2 separate regions of the Anas platyrhynchos genome follow, and region 1 is linked to region 2. A link is a contact called in public Hi-C data. All regions are on one chromosome and are shown on one strand. The core of a region is the stretch at or near the end of the contact, and the rest is flanking DNA. Distances in the headings are between cores, read along the strand shown. Region 1 overlaps CCDC88C (coiled-coil domain containing 88C). Region 2 holds the start of CCDC88C (coiled-coil domain containing 88C).

Evidence for each region. Hi-C and Micro-C count contacts between places; a contact is called where the count stands out from the background.
Region 1: a Hi-C map of liver shows a contact between it and region 2, with 5 times the contacts expected there. The contact joins the enhancer-like site here to the promoter of CCDC88C in region 2. A contact is called at or near these places in 5 of 8 Hi-C or Micro-C datasets (F1 follicle, liver, skeletal muscle and 1 more).

Annotation. Positions count from the first base shown.
Region 1 is chr5:17,167,370-17,173,581 of IASCAAS_PekinDuck_T2T, reverse strand. It overlaps CCDC88C (coiled-coil domain containing 88C), which reads right to left. Exons shown (of 31, transcript XM_038180263.2): 13 at 5,882-6,063; 14 at 2,211-2,348; 15 at 1-790. Among named protein-coding and RNA genes, the nearest start is that of GPR68, 38 kb to the left of the region's middle. Within about 2 kb of position 4,476, at least 2 of the 8 cell types and tissues checked have an H3K27ac peak or open chromatin away from gene starts, as enhancers often do.
Region 2 is chr5:17,106,044-17,112,890 of IASCAAS_PekinDuck_T2T, reverse strand. CCDC88C (coiled-coil domain containing 88C) reads right to left here and starts at 4,072. Exons shown (of 31, transcript XM_038180263.2): 1 at 3,722-4,072; 2 at 3,524-3,624. The coding sequence starts at 3,781.

The DNA of each region.
Region 1 (6,212 bases), core at 3,227-5,726, 60 kb before region 2:
CCTTTTCTAACCTCTCCAGCCGTTTGGCAGAAATCTTTAGCTCCTCAAGGTTTCTCTGAAGGACCTGATTTTCATTCTCCATTCCCTGCACTTCTTTTTCTAGCTCCTGGATCTTTTTGTTGCTGTTCTCCAGCATTTGCTGAAGTCTCTGATTTTCAGAGTTGATACTCTGGTAGCTTAGCTCCAGCCTCTCCGACTTCTTGCTCAACGCTTTTAACATTTCTACATTCTTCCTTAAGTCCTCTTTCTCCCTCTGCAAATCTTTATTTTCTGCCTCTATTTGTGACATTTTTGTGCTGGTAAATCTCATTGTCTCCACCACTCTCCTAAGCTCCAGATTTTCTTCATCCAATTGCTTATTGTCCCTTTCCAAGTCCCCAAGACGGATAGAAAGATTCTGTAATGTGTCCAGTGATTTTCTTAGTTTCCTATTTTCCACTTCCAGATTCCCATTTTCCTGCTCAAGAACTTCGACTTTCTCTGTCACTATTTTCATTGCTGCTGCCTTCTTTGTGAGTTGCTCATTCTCCCTCTCCAGACGATGGAGCTCTTTTTCCATTTCTTCCACTCTTTCCACTTTTTCTTTAACCTGGTCCAAATCCTTCTGCAATTGTTTCTTCTCAAATTCCAACTTGTTCAGTTTGGTACTAGTTTCTGTAACCGTTTCATGGAGGATCTTGTTTTCTTTTTCAATATCTTTCACTCTTGCCTCACTGCTTACTTGAGATCTTTGTCTCAGAGATGATACCACTTGATTAAGGTGATCATTTTCTTGTTTAAGGTCCTTTATCTACATAGAGGATAAAAAAAAAAAAAAAACAAACACAAATGTTACTCATCCACCTTACAACATACACTACAATTTAGTCTTGATTAACAAAAGCATCTCTTTAACACAAGAAAAATTTCAGAACAGTTTTCCCTGATTACCAGCAATCCAAACTAATGAAAAAATTGTTACCTCTTGTATCTTGGTACTCTAATGAACTAAAAATTGGTTTTGTATTCTTCCTACTAGGCAAGATCTAAGCAGAGATAAAAAGTGGACAATAGACTTTCAGAGAACACCTCAGAGAGGATGTTTCATTATGAATCATTCCTAATAAATGTTACCTTTCTGTTTAGGTTTACATTCCTGTCTCTGGGATCTGAAGACACAAATTTTCCCTGATAAGACTTCAGAACCCCAGAAGTTTTTCTTCTAGCAGTTATAGATCTCATTAAAGATACACTTTCTGTGAAAGCAGTACATTTACCTCCTGGCCAAATTCCAGATGAAGAAATTGCAATTTAGACTGCAATTTGCATCTGATTCTTATCTAAACAATATCCCAAAAAATGAAGCAGGAGTTGAGCCTGAAAACTCAGAATCTGCCCTTTTCCAGTGGCTGACTTCTGTTTTTACTTCTTGCCCTACCTGTGAATCATTCATCAACTGCAAACTCAAAGAGTCCGTATGTGCTCTGAAATGTATGACTTTGTTGGTAAAGTGCAGTTTCCCAGGTAGAAGCCTGTGTAAGAATGCTTCAGGATGAAAAGCACTACATAAAACATTTTGTATTTAACCTCCATCCCACAAATCTTGGAGTAAATTCCAATAAATATTGAAAATACACATCCCAGCCACCAATGATCTGTATATGCATTTTCTTTAGCCATTGGTCTACTTAATGCAGATGATACTTTGCATGAACCTATAACAGAGTAGTTTCAAGGCATTGCACATGAACTGCAACACAATATTAAAAGCTGAAGGACATTTAAAATATCAGTCCAGAAAATGTAAATATTTTCACAGCATCTTTTTAAAATAGACTAAGTGGTCTTAAAAAAAAAAAAAAAAAAAGCATTCAGGACATCCAACTGGTGGCAGATTCTTCTGCAATAAAACAGGATTTTATTTGCACATCCTAAAATCAGTCAGTGCCTGTTTAGTAGGATCCAGGGCTTTTTTTTCTCAAAGAAGAAAAGATCTGCTCTTACAACCAACAGCCTGAAGATGCCCTTATGGCAACAGAAGTAGTAGCTACCAAAACATATTGGGCTTTTTTGCACAAAGAAACGTTTTACCTACATTTGAACAAGTTGAGCCTACATGTAATAGCTCTCAAATTGCCCTGTATCCCTGAGAGAACCAGAGGCTCTAAATGGCATCAGCAAATTTCCACTACTGAGCATATGCTTTTAGATTACATTCGTAAAGTTTCCACCTGTCTGTCTTTGTCGGCTTTTAGTGTCTCCATGACAACTTGTAGCTGTTCTTTCTCTTTTATCAATTCTTCACTCAAGGTTTCCAGATCTTGATTACTTTGCTTCTCTTTTTCAATTTGATTTTGTAACTTCTCAATCTGTGTGGAGAGAACACACAAAAATATATCAGTCACAGCTTGATATAATGACAGTTCAAACTTTAAAGTATTCTGAAGAAATGAAAGGAATGAAATGAGGACTATGGCTGACAGATACAAATCTTTCTCTTCTGCTGCTTGCCAGTCTTAAGAGGGTGAAAAGTACTGCTGAATTTTCTCACAGTAACGTACAGCAGTGGAAAACAATTCACCTGCCTGAGCGCACTGTTTTGCTCCTGTCAGTGGCTACAGTTTCTGGTGCTCACCTCTCTGAGTGACTTGTCTTCTCCATCACTGATGGCCTTACTCAAACAGTGGACACTGTTATTACAGCAATTCACTGAGCAATAGGATTTAAACAGTCGGGAACAGAGGAAAAGCATTGAAGTTTCCAAGTTTACCTTCCCTCTCCCAGTGGTCTGTCAGTCCCATTTTCCCAGCAGGTGACAATGCTGTATTTCAATGACCTGTGAATAAGGTCCCTACAATGAATGATGGCTTCCTAGTCCCTCACTTTGAAAGCTGTACAAATAATGAACTGAGCACAGAGAAGTAGCACCACTTTAGTATTTAGAAGCAAGAGATTCCGAGAGGTAGGCTGCCCATTTCAGGAAATACTCCTTCTTATCCTTGTAAAGTGCTGTGAAAACCTTCAGCTGTGCATAAATATTGGCTTTTATTTTGTGTGTGTTGGTATTAGAAACTTTGCCAACAGTGAAAATGTCAATGAAAAAGGTATTAACAATAATTCTCACAAGTGGGAAATAGCTAGAGGCTGGGCTCTGCCTATATCAACATGTGCCTCATTACAGGAAGTGTTTAAACAAGCAGGGGCTGCTCAGATTGAAGATAAGAATGGCTTAACATTTAGAAATGTGACCATGTTAAGGTTCATTGGTCTCAAAGGAGCCGTTCAGAGAAGGCTGGAACATAAACTCAGTAATTCAGCAATAGCTGGTCTTCATTAGCACCTCCTAGAATACTGGAGACAAGAAAGAAACTACCATTTACAACTTGTTTCAGTCCAAGGAGCTAGAAGTGCAGGGAAAACAAGTACTTGGGCTGCTACTAGATTGTGCCCAAGAAATGATTTTCTGTTAAGAGTTTCTCTCAAAACATTGAGAGAAAGAAATAAACAGATATAGAGGACTTTTCCTTCATATCATCTCCCCTTGTACTATTTAAATAATCTAGTTTGGCAACGTGATCCTTGCAAGCAGTAGATAGCAAAGCATACTCTGGTAACAGTTCTTGAAACTCTTGGACAGCAGATGAAATCTGACTCTTAAATGACTTAACTGTCTTAAATGACTTTACTATGTGTATCTCAGGAAAGTTTATTTAAAAAAAAATACACATACATGCATAAAGGCACACTAAATTGAGAAAATCACTCTCTCTCTTGCTCTGTGTGAACTCCAGAATGAAATCAGAGTTCATACAAAGTGTCTTTTAACAGTCCTTGAGAACTGTTGCCCTCTCCTCTGCCTACTGCAGAGTAACCACTCCATCATTAGTCACAGAGACCTCCCCAGTGAGCAGCCATACCCTCTAATTAAGACGATACATGTGTCAGAGAAATACAGAAGTATGGTGGAGCAAACAAAGATTTAAAAATGCGAATGCAAACAAACACATGATAAGTAAAAATAATCCTGATTTGAGGTATCAGGTTTCTGCACACCAAGACACAACTGCGTATCTCCCAGAGTACAGAATAATACTGTGGGTTTTTTTTTCCAAAGCTTCCTGAATGGGAGATGTGAAGCTAGTCAGCAACTTGAGTAGCCTGTGGTATTGAGTCAGAACTTACAGACTTAAGTCAGCTCCCATCATACTCTTTGTCTCTCTAGTAGAGCTTGATTTACACCCTTTCACACATTTCAGCTGCTCTCGATAGCAGTATTTTTAACTGCCATTTTCTCTCATTGGTCCGATGCGTACAGCGGCCCCTTCACACCTCACAGGCATTCCCCACTACTGCGTGTTGTCTTATTTAACTACCAGCCGTGTAGATGACCCACCCATGTCAATGCATTCATCATCACTGAAAACATCAGACTAATGCTGGAATCACAACTGCTGGCACCAAAACAGTGCCATAACTGGAGGTGCCCACAGGAATGTGCCTGAGGCAAAGCCAAAGGTTGACCACAGCTGTTTAAATTACTTAAATTGCTGTATACCACAGGTATCTGCTGACTGCTTTATATTTCTTGATCTCAAATTTTAAGCATGTAAATTAGAGCTGGAGTGAATTATTCATATACAACAGGTCATAAATGGGAGTGTGGAAGGAGGAGTACACTGAACTGAATTCCTGCATTTTTCTTTGTGCACAGAAGAAAGGCAAGAAGCAGAACTGGTCTCTCAACTTGGTGGCAAAAGAATCTTTCCAGGAGATGGATTGATTCGGTGATGGATCCCTGTTCTCCTTGGCAGAGAATCTGACTCTCTTCTAGTTTTGATCTAGTAATACATGACCAGCATTTCATATAAAGATTCTTTCTCCCCTTGTCCTGGTAAAGCGTTCTCTTGCCCCATAAGCAGGCCAGAGAGGACTGGAATCCTTGTATTGATGTCATACACACAGGACACAGCAGCAATGGGGGAGAGATAAATGGGGTTTATATCCTGGGTGATTTAGGAAAGGTAGGAATGTGGAAAAAGTTGACAAGGAAATTATTCAGAATAGCAAGCATCATTTCCCTGCTGGCATTTGGCTCAATTCATCGGAATTCAGAATGCAAGTCAACAGCCAGACAACAACGGAGCTAGCAGTTGGAGGTGAACCAAGCACTGTGTTTCACAGAGACATGGGCATTTGAATTAACTGTAGTAAGTTAATAACAGAGTGTAACACAGACATACATACATATATATATATATATATATATATATATATATATATATATATATGTCTCTCTCTCTATATATATATATAAATATACGTTTGAAAAGTGACAACATGCACATTTGTTACCAGTGATTAAAAGAAGCCAGATCTTTGCAGAGAATGAGAATATCTAAGAGCCAAAAGGAAGAGACAAGGAGAAAGAACTGATGCAGGACTACTAGCAGAAAATAAGACTTCTTTAAAAATATACTAAGTTGATTTCACCTGTGTGTTTTATTTGACTTGCATAGAAATATTAAAACTTTCAAACGAACGAAATAATTTCAGTGTGGCCAGGGCTTTCTCACCTAGTAGAGCAAGAACTACTGACTGCCGTAAGACAACAAAAGGGACAAAATTGACAATACAGTCTGACTGCAAAATGAGTACTGTTTATATGAAATAGGAAGAATCACTTTTGCTTACAATGATGTACTTAAGTAGTGAAGTAGAAGTTGATAGAATATACCACCTTTGAAATAAGATTAACTAGAAGGGCCTCAAAACATCCACAGTCTTACTGAAGAACATTGGTGAATTCCCTCCAATCTTTCATCATTCAGGAATGCTGTAAAGCTCTGCACACACTGTGTTCAAAAACCCAAGAGCTCTGTTTGTTCCTGTGAACAAGGATTACCTTTTTGCTAAGCTGTTGATTTTCCTTTTCCAGTTCCACAAACTTTAGACTGCTCTCTCTGGAGGTCAAGGAGGCATCTCTCAGCTCCTGGATTGTGTTCTGCAAGCTCTGATTATCCTTCTCTAGCTTCAGTATGCGACTCGAAGCACATTCATTCAACTCAAACACAAAAGACTTTCTAGCTGTTGAAACATGAGAATCAGAAGGTGGCTCTAATCAATTCACAAATATGTTCTTTTCCAGGTCCTTAAGATTCACTTTTATGAAGATAATTGCAGTTAGATCCTTATCGTTTCAGCTTGACTGTTAAGTAAACACTTTATTTAAAATA
Region 2 (6,847 bases), core at 2,823-5,322:
CTGAGGTGCCTGCATGTATAAACCCCTCACATAATTTCCCAAATAGAGCTTCCAATAAGAAGTTAAACAGGGTAAATATTTGCTTACACTCAGGGGTATTATGCCACAGCTGCAACCGTAACGCTGAAGGCAGTCTATTCAGTGTCACCACGTGCTACGTTCATACCAGGAAGTGATACACAACCACCTAAGATAGTTCTTTAAAATTTGCCCACAGAGAAGCTCATTTACCTGACACACACAAATCTGCCAGAAACACAGCAGATCCCCTATGAACATTCACGTAAGCACTTCCGCACACAGAGCCTTAACCTGCCACTGTAAATGTGCAAAGTCAACGCGGCCTCCATGCACTAACATGTTGGGGTAGACACGTGGACTGAACACAGGAAGAGGAAACCACCCATTTACAGCAAAATGACTTGAAAAAGTTAGGTCTTTAAGATACAAGTGGGAATCCAAAGGCTGCTGCATGCCTCTTCCTACTGGATTTACCTGTATAAACACCACAATTCAAAGCGATGCAGTCTCTAGCTACCTTTTTAGAAGGGTCTCACGCCATTAGGGGTCATCTAAAAAAGCCATGCAGCAGAGCCCAGCAGCTGGCTGTCTACTGACCAGGCCATGGCCAGAGCCTGCTTCATCTCTAAGGAGAACAGGGTGAAGACACAGCCCTGCTTTCACTCCCACACAGCAGGCACCCGACAGGCAGGAAGAGGGACAAACGTCACCTACCACCCCCCCAGTGACATGGTCGCCTTGCTGATATGAACCCACTATCTAAAAACATCAACGCCACAACATCACAGCATTGGGATCTTCTCCACCCATTCCAAGTTGCCAGACTTGGGAGAAATCCAACCTATTACAACAGGAACTGGAGAGTGACTGAACTAGTACAGCCCTCCCTGCACCTCAAACAGCCCTGCTTTTGCGTGAACTCATTCTCAACAGGTATATCTGGATTTCTTCACAGAGCCACCAGACTTTCTAGCCACGTATGAAATTTCAACTCTGCTTAGCTGGAGGACAACAAGCATTTTAGTTTTAATAAGGAAATTCAAAAGAATTTGGCTTCTGAAACCTTCATCAGAAGAAACCTGTTGGTCTGCAGCAAAGTACTGCATCACACCCGGTGTCTAGATGTAGGGTCATATGCCCGTGTTATTTGTGCTGCAGTAAGCAGGCAAACAAAGTAACCTGAATAACTAAAACTGAAACAACACACAGGCAAGAATACAGCTAACCACAACATGAGGGCAGCTATTTGACTCTCTGCGTGCACGCACATGTATGCAGGCACACGTGCTTTCAGGCAATGAAGGGTATCATGGCATACCAAATTCTATCATATTTCTTAAAGGCCCTCATTAATACAATTTCACCAGGAACAAATCTCAAGCCAAGCACTAAGAGTCATCCTCAGGGACCAAGGCTTGCCAAACTGGTGAGCAAGCATTTTAAAAACACATTTGTTTTTTTTTTATTCTGAAAACTTTGCAGGGCAGAAACACTCCTTGAAAAGCCTTCCCAATCTACAGGTAAGGAGTAATTGCATCGCAAGTTCTAAAGGTTAGGTCAGAACAAATGAAGGTCACAGACAGCACCCTGCTCAGTCAGAATACATAAATACAGCCAGGATCTTTCCTTAGTTAAACAGCTTCAGGCTCTCAGTAGAAATGTCTTAATTTCAAGCTCCCCCACCATCATTAGAAACACTGCCAAAGCTGCCTAAAAAGGGGAAAAAAAGCTTCAATTGTGAATAATGGGTCAGTTTCCTACTCAGTCCTGCCTGTGCTTCCCTCAAGAACACTGTGGCACTGCTGGCAGAGATCTATCTTCTGGAAGAAACAGACTTACTTTCCTGACTCCCTAAGGCAAGTAAACATGCCAGGGCATTTCTCACCAACATGATAACCCAGAAAACTCCAACTAGCGTCCCTGCACTGTTAGTCGATACACTTAAATTCCTCATTTCAAGAAGCTTTTATTGCTCACTCCCTGTCCCCAGAGCACCATTAAGTTGCTCCACAGACCCGAACAACTTTATGTCACCTCAGATATTACAACTGGCGAATTACAGAATACTTAAGTTTGTTTATTGTATATGTCAACTGATAAAGCACTTCTCAAATCTATCACTCGCTTCAGAATCTTACAGTCATTAAATATCACAAATCTTCTGCCCATTTAGTAACCAAAATTGGGAGTGACTAAGTTCATTTTCCTTGTTTTGAAATAATTAATTATTTCACACATTAGAGAATGGTGACAGTCTAGTTAAATCTGCAGCAGACTCACAATCACTGTGGGTCCTTGACACTTTGGTTGGTTTGCTCTGATATATGACCACTACGTTTGGTGCAAAGTTCTGTTTCCCACACTTTGGAAAAGGTACAAATCCGCGTTTGAATGCTCATGCTCAAGGCTCCAATTTGCAGAAAGTTCTCTTTTGGAAGCATAATTATTCCTCAGAAATGCTAGAATTTGCATCTTCCTTTTACAACTAGCACTTTACTCCATTTTACACTACTACTGCATCAACCCCAAGTGGGGTGACCGATCTGGGTCCTTTTCTGAATCATGAATCTGCACCTTCAAATCTTCACTGTCCAAGTTCCAGTACAGAATTTCCAACGTTAGCAATAACGAAACCAGAAGAAAGCTCGATTGTCTTTAGAGCTGGTGCAGCCAGGTACCAGAAGATAGCAGAACTTGCTAACTTGAGCAGGTGGGGCACAGCTTCTCGTACTTTTTTTTGTTACTTTTCAAAAAAAAAAAAAAAAAAAAAAACACATTTAAAGACCCTAATACCTAATATGTGCTCTTCATTTATGTGCTTGAAGTTGGCCTAACATCACAAGTCACTGGGTGAGCCTTACTCGGTTTCATTCTGTGAGGAGGGCAGTACCAGAACTGGGTGAAGCTGGAAGCTTCCTCCCCTGCGAGTCAAATACCTTTCCCTGCCAGCTCTTCATCAGATGCGTTTCAGAGTATTAAAAGCAATTACAGAGATGAAACAGAAACAGCCAGGATCTGTGCGCAGCAAAGCAGTGGCAGGAAAGGATGTGGTTAAAAATGCATGCTTTAGCGACAATTTACTTCAGTGTTAAGAGAAAAGAGTTATTTTCAGTTCGGGCTTTTAACCTACTTGTAAGTTTACTTGAGACATATCTCTGCAGCGCTGCCTGAGAGATACAGCAGCTAGCAAAGTGAAGTTTTCCCTTTGCCAACCTGTTTTTAACGCCAAATCTCACAAGACCACATAGACACGCTTCAGCTGCAACCTCCCCAGTAAAGCTTCACCCGATGAGGCGCTTTCGTTTCCTTATTTACCCTGCAGCACAGCCTCCCCCGAGGGGCACGCTCAGCACCGGGCAGCCGCCTAAAACCCTGCAAGACCAGGGCGAGCTGAAGCAGCAAAAGCAAACCCGGTGGGGACGGAGGGTTGAGTTTCGCCCCTTTCTTTCTGTCCCCCTCCGAAGGCAGGCAGCCCCCCCCGTGCCCCCGGCGCCCCGCTCACATCTGCAGCATGATCCTGTTGAGCAGCACGCCGTCCGCCAGCTCCATGTACATGCCCAGCTTGTCCTCGCTGCCGCTCGCCAGGGCGCCGAAGGTCTTCACCTGCCGGGGAGGGAAGGATGAAGGAGGGCAAGGCAGCGCCGCGGCCGAGGCAGGTGCCTCGGGAGCCGCCCGCCGGCCGCCTGCCCCCCGGACTCACCCAGGTGACCAGCGGGCTCTGCAGGAAGAGCTCCAGGAGCTCGGACACGGTCACGTCCATGTCGCCGGGAGGGCGCGGCAGCGGGGCCGGCTCACTCGGCAGACAAAGGCGCCGAGCCCATGGCCCCGCCGCCGGGCAGCGCCCGCCTACAGCGGCGGCGAGCCGCGCCTCATCGCCCCCCGGCCCGGCGGAGCGCGGCGAAGGGGAGCGGGGACGGGAAATGGCGGCGGGGCTGGGGGGGAGGCAGCGGCCGCCCGCGGGGGGTGGGCGCGGAGGCTCCTGCGGGGCCGCTCCCGGAGCCCGCGCGGCGCGGCCCCGTCCCGGCCCCGCTGCTACCTGCGGCGGGGCGCGGCCTCGCCCCGGCCACTACAGCCCCGCCGCCGTGACGGGCGGCGCCCGCCGCCAATGGGAGCCGCCGAGCGGCCGGCGCGGGCCAATGGGAGGAGGAAGGGGGCGGGAGGAGGCGAGGCGGAGGGTGCCCCCGCCCGGCCCTGAGGTGGCCGCTTGGGGGGTGCGGGGGCGGCTGGGTGCCCGCTCAGCGCCAGCGGGCAAAAAGGGGAAATCTCGGAGAAAATGGGGCTGTGCGCGAGCTCACGGCCGCTGCCTGTAAAACGAAGCGAGGGGCAAGCAGCACTCGGTCCTCGCCGCTGTCCCCACACAGCATCAGGTGGTTTGTTAGGGACAGCGCTGCCAAGGGGACAGCGCTGCTCGGCGGGGCCGCGCCTGGCAGCCCGTGGCTACAGCCCGTGGGCCGTGGCTAGTGGCTACAGCCCGTGGCTAGCAGCCTCTGGGCCCGCTGCTGCTCAGCACCCCCAGCAATCGCTCAGCAGGCAAATTGTTTCCCAGTGGGGTGGGGGGAGAGAGAGACAATAACTTACTTTATTTTAGTTAAAAATAATAATTCCAGGTAATCTGAGGTTCTTCCGTAATTCTAATGGAGTTTTTTCTGTTTCTTAGTTGTATCTGGATGACTACACCCTTTTATTTATCCCCAGAACAAGCGTGTTCTATTTGTCACACACAAGTCTTTCTCTATGCATCAATCACTCCAAAATGCACTTTGGCTATGCCTTGTTTAATCACAGTAAGCTCACAAAATGCATTTTGGATCTTACCAAGTCAGGCAAATCATTTCTGCAGTTCTTTTTCTTGCTGACCACTGGATCTCCCACCCCTATTTTCGAGAAGGGATGTGGGCACACGTGTGCGCAGCTCCGTTCTGTCAGGAGGGACAGATGTTGTTTTGCCTGTAGGAACTGAGCGGTTTGTAAGCAATCCATTACAGTGACAGACAATGTTGTTCATTGCAGCAGCCTGCTTGTCCCACGTAAGATCAGTTTTAATGATTTGCTTCACAAGGATCTTTATTTTAGGCAGCTGTGTAGGTAGAGTCAGTGTTAATCAGGAAACATGGCAATAAAACACAGATATATTAGTGGGAGGGTGGTGAGACCTCATGTGGGCATCTGAGAAAGGGAAACTTCCCCCAGGCTGGAGAGCAGGGGTTGCCCCGAGTTGGTCACCCCCCATCAGCCATTTTGAGGCGAGGTCAGCCCGAGGGAAGATGGCACCTTCCTGCCTGCACTACCCCTGCTTGCTGCCTGCTTCATTAGCCCAGCCCCACAGGGGGAAGTGTTCATGGAGGAAAACCTCCCTGCCCTTATTAAAGACACCAGGGGTAGCCCAAACCTCCAGGTCTGCATTTGGATGGATCCCATTCATTATACAGGAACAGCTAGCTCATGAACGTGCTATTTAAGCATGCTAATGATCAGGCATGTTTTGATCCTTAACCTTTGTGGACCAACACGATACCAGGGACCTGACCTCTGTGAGCTGCCCCTTACAACCTGGTGCAGCCACTTCTCTCCACGGTCCTTGAGAGGATGTACCAGCGGGTACAAACAGTTAAATCACACTTACCTTGTGTTGTGGGAACCATGTTGTCTCAGCTTTTCCGCCCCCAAAAAGAAGGGGGCTGCAGGGACGCTGTTTGCTGTAGCTGGAAGGACAAACAGCATGCTTTTGAGCGCAACAACTGCTCAGGTATGGCGAGAAGGGGAATGATTAATTATTTCTCAACACTTCAGAGAGACAGACTGCTATAATTTAACTTCTCCAAGCCTTGTGATCTCCTGTCTTGTGAATATATTTCATTAAATAAAATTTAAAGCTGTTGTGGTGCTTACAGCGGAGGATGATTGTGTTAATGAATAGTCAAAAGAAAAAGGACTTAATAATATTTGAAAAATACACAACCTCTTCAGAGAAGCCAGAATACAAACGCAAGAACATTTTCCTCCTTTTCACAGCCTGAATCAGACCCGTTTGTAGGAGCATGCCTCCAGAAACTCCTAAAAATCACAGAACAGTTGCTTTGTCAGATGTAGGGGTCACAAACCGTGAGACAGCTAAAGGGTGTGGGGATTGTCCTGCACCGTGGAGCACAGTTACAACAGCCCCGGTTTCTCACCCGGCGCAGGACTCGGCCGGGAGCCGCACGCTGCCTGCTCGGCCTGGGGGCACGGCCCCGGGACCAGCCCCGGCCCCGCTCCGTGCCGTTCCCCGGCCCGGGCCCGTTCCCTGGGCGCAGCACCGGCCCCCCCCGCCGGCCGCCGCGGGTGCTGCAGGCCGGGGCCGGGCGCTGCGGGGAGCGGGGGCCGCGGCCTGAGGCAGGGCCAGCCCGGCCGTGGGGCCCGAGCCCCGGAGCCTGCCCTGGAGCGCCGGGAGGCCCAGGGCCAGGAGACGCCCTCGCTTGTAACCCCCAGTCCGAATGCTTTTCTTCTCCCCTCAGGAATTGTGTCCCCTCCCTGTCAGCCCCAGCCCGGCTTGCGGTGCTTCCTTCCCTGCTTTCTCCAAACCGTGACCTGGTTTCTGGTGTCAGCTCTCTTTTAGCTACTTGGCTTTCATCAAAGACCCCTTGTGAAAGCTCCCACTGCAGGCCGAGTTCTCATTTCTGGGGCACCTGAAGCTGCTGCCTTCACACAGCAGGCAAAAAAAAAAAAAAAAAAAAAAAAAAAAATGCATTCCAATTAATATATCCAGGAAAGCTCAGACTCAAATACACAAATGCAATTGTATTTCAGAACCATGCCTCTTACAGCAAACAAGTGTGGAAAATACACA